Linked DNA regions of Hordeum vulgare: region 1 is linked to region 2. A link is a contact called in public Hi-C data. All regions are on one chromosome and are shown on one strand. Each heading gives the region's core, a stretch centred on a gene start, on an enhancer-like site or on the middle of the called end of the contact. The rest is flanking DNA. Distances are from core to core; before and after follow the strand shown.

Region 1 (3,230 bases), core at 728-3,227, 250 kb before region 2:
GAAAACCAGCTCATTCAACTAAGGATGATGCGGCAACGATGTCATCCTCGTAGTGGACATTTGTTCTCAGGCTCCGCCATTGCCATGACGTTTGCTACAGCGCCTGCACGAAGCTTGGGAGTAGCTCATAAGCGGATGTAAATTGTGGTTTGCATCGAAGGCATCTGAAAGATGATGGATCGTGTGTTGGATTCGTGATTTGTGGCAGGTAGGTATGATTTCCTCCTCTAACATGTTAGTCCTGCAGGGGTGCCAAATTTGAAATTCGATGACGTGTCCGGGGTGTTGCCACTGTCTGATTCATTCAATGATAATGGCTTCGTCTTTAATGACGAGGCACCTTGGAGGTCCGTAAAATTGCATATCAATGATGGAGCCGCGTCGAGCTCGGATGTGGAGGTGATTCGTCATTTTATCTTGAAGGGTGCTACAAATCAACCGGATAATTTCTTAGGATACCATCCACCTAGCTAACCGTACGATCTGCATGCTAGTGGCCATTCGATCACAACGACACCACACGCTTCAATGCAGCACCAATGGTGTCTCTTAAAGCTCCATTGCAGCCTCATCGATCTTCATTGCATCACCGTCACAGCTTCCACAACCCCGGTGGTGCTCCACTGCTGCGCCGGTGGTGCAGGAAAAGCTCCAAGGCAGCCTGACGAAGCTCCATTGCAGCGCCGGTGAAGCTCCGCTGCAACTTCATGGCCATTCTGTCAAGGTAGTCGTCGTAGGACCGACGAAGTTCCATTGCAGTGTCGGCGGTGCGACAAAAGCTCCAAGGCAGCCCGACGAAGCTTCATTGCAACGCAATGGCCGTCTTGTCGTGGTTGTCATCGTAGCACCGGGGAAGCTCCATTACCGCGCCGGTGGTGCGACAAAAGCTCCAAAGCAGCCCAACGAAGCTCCATTGCAGCGCTGGTGTTGTAATGCCATGGCCGGCCCGTTGGGATTATCGTCGCAGCACCGGCAAGCTCCATTGTAGCGCTGGCGTTTCAAATATCAAGGATGGCATGACACAGCTTGGAGCGGTAGCCATGCCACAGGTTGCAGGTTGCTAGGCTGTGCATGACGTTCCGACGGCAGTGCCTCGTCTTGCGTCCCGAAAGGGCCACGTAGGGTCGCATCATCAATGTTGATGGGATGGCAGGGCTTGCAGCAGCCATGCCCATAATAGGGGTGGTGGTGGCGCGCGACGGCCAACACGTCATCTTGAATTACGGACGGGTCAGGCATGGCTGTAGTATCGGGGTGTCCGTGGTGCCGTGTTGGCAGCATCGACTCTGTAGCAGCGTCCTCCACGGCTCTTCGTGCAGCTGCGTCGTTGAGTTGGATAAAAGATGGCTATTGGGAGAGAGATGGGACGATGAAGGAAGAGGAAGACGAACAAGGGAAGGAGCGTGTGGCCAGGGAGACGAGAAGATAAGGCTGGGAAAACCACGACGCATGACAGGTTAAGTGGCAGCCGAGCGGAGCGACTGGTTTTTCAACAAAATCAGTTGGTTGATAATGATCATTTTTTTTTTTGGTGGCTGCTATGGTGACGACAGAGCCGGATGACAGATATTGGTGTCGGGCTTGGAGGATTTTTCAGCCTTATTTGTAAGTTTACTTCCTTACCGGTGTTTCTATGTGTAAAGGTTAGCGTTTTATTGTCTTTTCAGTTTTATTAAATCAGTATGTATATAGCTTGTATTACTATCATTATGATATAAATAACACACGTATTATCATGTAAAAAAATTACTCACGGTAATAATCAAATACGGTAAAGAAATTGGTTTATAAATACAGTAAATAAATAATCAAATACAGTAAAGAAATACAGTAAATACTCACGTATTATCATATACTCCCTTCGTTCCTAAATATAAGTCTTTTCTAGAAATTCCACTATTAAACTACATACGGATGTATATAGACATATTTTATAGTGTGGATTCATTCATTTTACTTCGTATGTATTAGTTTCCTATAAAAATGTTTAAAAAGACTTATATTTAGGAACGGAGGCAGTAAATTACTATCATACATACACAACCAACATTTCAGATTTTCACTCACGGTAATAATCAAATACAGTAAAGAAATTGGCTTATAAATAGACGCTCCACACGCACGCACACACAATACATGAGTAATAGTGAGAGTGAGACACACACACTACACACCGGAATCATCGAAATGGCGACCGGCGTCGGCAACGGCACAGGCCCGTCGACGAACGACGACGCGCTCCAGTCCCTCCTCGTCGCTGCGCGGCCGTTCCTCCGGGGCGACCTCGCGGCGGTCGACCCCGAGCTGCCGTCGCTCGTCTCCGTCCTCGTGTCCGCCGGCGCCGGCGAGTGCTACCACAAGCACGGCACCTTCCTAGCCCACCTCCTCGACGTCTACCGGATCCTCCGCCTCTGGGGCGCGCCCGACGCCGTCGCCCGCTGCGGCCTCTTCCACTCCTCCTACTCCAACTCCTACGTCAACCTCGCCATCTTCGAGCCCGACGTCAGCCGCGCCCGCGTCCGCGGCATCGTCGGCGAGGCCGCCGAGCGGCTCGTGCACCTCTTCTGCGTCGTCCCGCGCCACGCGCTCATGCACGACGACCTCCACCTCCGCTACACCGACGCCGAGCTCCGGGACCACCTCGCCGCCGCCGGGGCGTCCCTCCAGGCCGCGCGCTCCCACGGCGGCAGACCGGAGGACAAGGCGGAGCCGTGGCGCTTGAAGCTGCGGTCGGTGGTGCCGGAGGACGGCGTGGTGGTGCCGCACATCCGGACGGGGGAGCCGGTGGCGCTGTCGCGGCGTGTGCTGGCGGTGTTCGTGCTGATGACCGTCGCCGACTTCAGCGACCAGTACACGGACTACCAGGACAAGCTGTTCCGCAACGACGACGGGCGCCTCGAGTTCGCCGGAGACAACTGGGCCGCGCTCTGGCCGGGGACGGGCAAGCCGGGGCTGTGGATGAGCGCCACGTCCAGGCTCGCCGCGCTCTACCGCCTCATCGCCACCGACGAGCAGCTCCGCCACATGGAAGAACAAGTGGGGCCGACGAAGACGACGGCGGACGAACAGGACGCGGGCCTGGAGCTCTGCATCCCGCCCGTGTTCGACCGGTGCAGCAAGGTGCTGGACCCCGGCGAGCAGATCGCGGCGAGGGACATGTACTGGGAGGCGATCTGCAGCGACGGCAAGGAGGAGGGCGTGGAGTCGCTGCTGCGGCGGTGCATCGCGAA
Region 2 (3,138 bases), core at 439-2,938:
TCTAACCACACATGTTTTTTTCTTTTGAATTCTGACCGGCGTAACGAGTAAGTTTATATGTAGAAATTACCATATAATTAGCTGCTATAATCAGGTAAACATTTTGAGGGTGCGTGTTTCTGAATGGCCTTACTTTTGAAGAGGAGTTTCTCCAGGCTGCCCCTGGTCATGAACTCGTACACCAGGAGTCTGTGCTCGTCCTCGTAGCAGTAGCCGATCAGTTTCACCAGGTGAGGATGCCTCAACTGCCCCAGGAATATGACCTCGGTCTGCATCGTCGTCCAATTTACACAGTTAGTTTTTTGTGCCGGTCAGTCAAACGTACTACTCCATGTGAAAAAGAAATCGTTAGAAAAATATGGCATGTAAACGTGCTAATTCACCGCTAGTTTGATTCTAACTAATAATAATCAGGCCGACAAATTAACAATGGGCAGCCCTTTAAGACAAGCGAATGAAGCAAGCGAACGCTGTTCCATTGATATTGTCCCGGGCATACAACTAAAACTTTCTCGAAAGATCGGGCGTTCGTCTTTTCGATCGAGAGAATATGTCAACACCAAGGAAACTTCTGCTTGTAAGAAAGGACTTGGTGTGTGGTTTGGAATATTCAGAAATCAAGTGGAAATATAAAAAAGCCATATAGAGGTAGGTATATATGTTACGAGTCTACAACATATATACTAATCAACTGCAGTTATGTCGACAAATTCTTCTTCTTATTAAGTAACTCCATCTCAGGGTTTGCCGAATTAAGAAGGATACATGATCATTTTTAGAATGAAAGAACTGCATGCAGAAACGGCTTTCGACTTAACTCGAATGCTTGTATACTCAAGCCTCTGATAACCATTCAGAGCAGCTCAACTAACTTTGAACAAGCATGACTCATCGACAAAGTAAAGTAGAGTAATTAATCCCACGGATGCATTTCCGTTAATTGAACACACATTTCCATTAATTTTTTCTCCAAATAGTGGTATAATAACTAGACTCTGATTGATCAAGTAGTGTAATTCCCGGGCTAGCTAAGACCTATGAGTAGATTAATTGACTAGCTCTTGCACTTGTTCTTGATTGATCAAGTACGTGCATATGACCAATGCAACAAGTGGTAATATAATTAACTAGCTCTTGCACTTGTTAGTAGGTTTTGGTAACGGAGCAGGAAGAGAGAGCTGGGCGGCGATGGAGTGCATACGTACCAGCCACTCGTTGTGTCCCTGGTTGCCCTCGAGGTCGAGCAGCTTGACGGCGACGGGCTGCGCGCGGAGGCCGGGCTTGACCTTCTCGTCGACGTAGCCCTTGTATACGGGGCCGAACCCGCCCTCGCCGATGAAGTTGGTCATGGAGAAGTCCCTGGTGACGGCGCGCAGCTCGGCGATGGTGAAGACGTGCAGGTCCGACCCCGCCAGCGACAGCGACAGGTCCTCCGGCGACACCATCCCGCCGCCCATGCTCAGGTCCGAGAAGGACATCCGCCCGTGCAGCGACGACCGGCTCGGCCTCGGCGCCTTCCCCGCCGCCGCCACCTTCTTCTTGCTCTTCTTCTTCTTCTTCTTGCCCCCGGATGGCTTGTTCTCGCCCTTGCCGGCCGCCGCCGCGGCGGCGGCGGCGGCGTGCGAGCTGAAGCACCCGAAGAGGGACCTCCACGCCGACCTCGCCATCGGCGCGCGCGTCGCTCTGCTTTACCCGCTGCTTTGGCCGTATCGGGGTATATATATACACGCCGGAGCTCGTCTTGCTTGCGGCTCGCTCGTGTGGGGTGGTGCGGATGGACGGCGGGGGTGTGGTCCGGCGTGACGTGGCGGGGGATGGACGGACGGGATGGGGTAGGCGGGGGATGGACGGACGGGAAGGGGTGAGCGGGGAGGCCGTTTCTTTGGATTTGACCGGGGCGGGTCGTTGACGCCGGGAGGTTTCCGCGCGCGCCGTAAGCTGGAAGGGCTCGTATCTGGCGTTCTCACGGGGCCGCGTCGAGCGTCCGATCGGGACCGGACGGCTCGGATGGGGGCGTGCCGCGGACTGGGCGTACGCGTACGTGGGGGTGATCTTCTGGTACGTGTACGTTTTGCGCCCGTTTCAGATTCGACCGACGACGAGCGCACCAGACGAATCGAGAGTCAGATACAGCTAGCAGATGACCACCAATATTTTCCTCTATTCTACACGAAAGGCAAAAAACGGTCATTTGTTTTTTCCTTTCTGAAGAAAACCTGTTTAGATTTGCATTTCTCCACATTTCTCCGTGGAGAAAGGCAACCGCTTGATGTGCCTCTGAGATCCTGTACGATCCAGCATGTTGGCACTTGCATATGTTTCGTACTTACGGCTTTCTCTTAATCTTCAACAACGACTCTCAAACCATTCACATATTTTTAAATTGTACTGTTCGAATGTATTGTATCATCCAACGTGGACCTGTATCGATCCATAAAGCTCTCAAAAAGCCTTTTCTTATACAAAACATACGCAAACATGAAAGCTTTGTGGATGTACGGACCACACATGTCTCACATATCAACACCCCCCCCCCCCCCCGCGTCTAGGCTCGCTTTTCCGTTTGAAATGGTCAGCGCCGCTCGAGAGCGCCAGTGCCGCATTCATGCCCGATTAGAGCGGACGCGACCTCTCACTAGCACCGGCATAGAATGTTGACAAAATAGGCAATTTTCCGAGTAGATTAATCTATGAAATAATTACTAACATGGCATTGACTAGGTTCATGACATACTGATCACGGAGTATAGTAGCAAGTACTACGCATATAGCAGAAACATCTACGCATATAGGCAATACTACTAGTGCAGACAGAAACAGGAGAGAGATAAACATATCATACCCTCCGATCGGCCAATTGGCCGTAGCAGCAGCGGTGGCGGCGGCAGTATCCTCTGCCGCCTTCTTCTCGGCTTCGGCCTTCTCGCGGACGAGACGGTCAGCTTCGCTTGGTGAAGACATGGCGATAACGAGGGCGACGCGGACGTAGACGAAGCAGACGGATGAAGGCGAGCAGCCGCGTGATCGCTTCCCAAAAACCTAATCGCCCCTCTCTCGTACAGGAACCGGAGAGACGAGGTTTCGGAGGCCTGCTCTCCCGTCGACCGTGTACGCGGTAAACGGGACGGAGTCGCCGGC

What was found. A called contact is a pair of places that touch in the nucleus more often than the background predicts.
Region 1: a Hi-C map of seedling shows a contact between it and region 2, with 4 times the contacts expected there. The contact joins the promoter of LOC123447103 here to the promoter of LOC123449607 in region 2. A contact is called at or near these places in 3 of 6 Hi-C or Micro-C datasets (leaf and seedling).

The regions. Positions count from the first base shown.
Region 1 is chr4H:568,720,085-568,723,314 of MorexV3_pseudomolecules_assembly, reverse strand. It overlaps LOC123447103, which reads left to right and starts at 1,977. Exons shown (of 1, transcript XM_045123673.1): 1 at 1,977-3,230. The coding sequence starts at 2,137.
Region 2 is chr4H:568,469,352-568,472,489 of MorexV3_pseudomolecules_assembly, reverse strand. It overlaps LOC123449607 (serine/threonine-protein kinase RIPK-like), which reads right to left and starts at 1,688. Exons shown (of 5, transcript XM_045126884.1): 1 at 1,206-1,688; 2 at 134-269. The coding sequence starts at 1,667.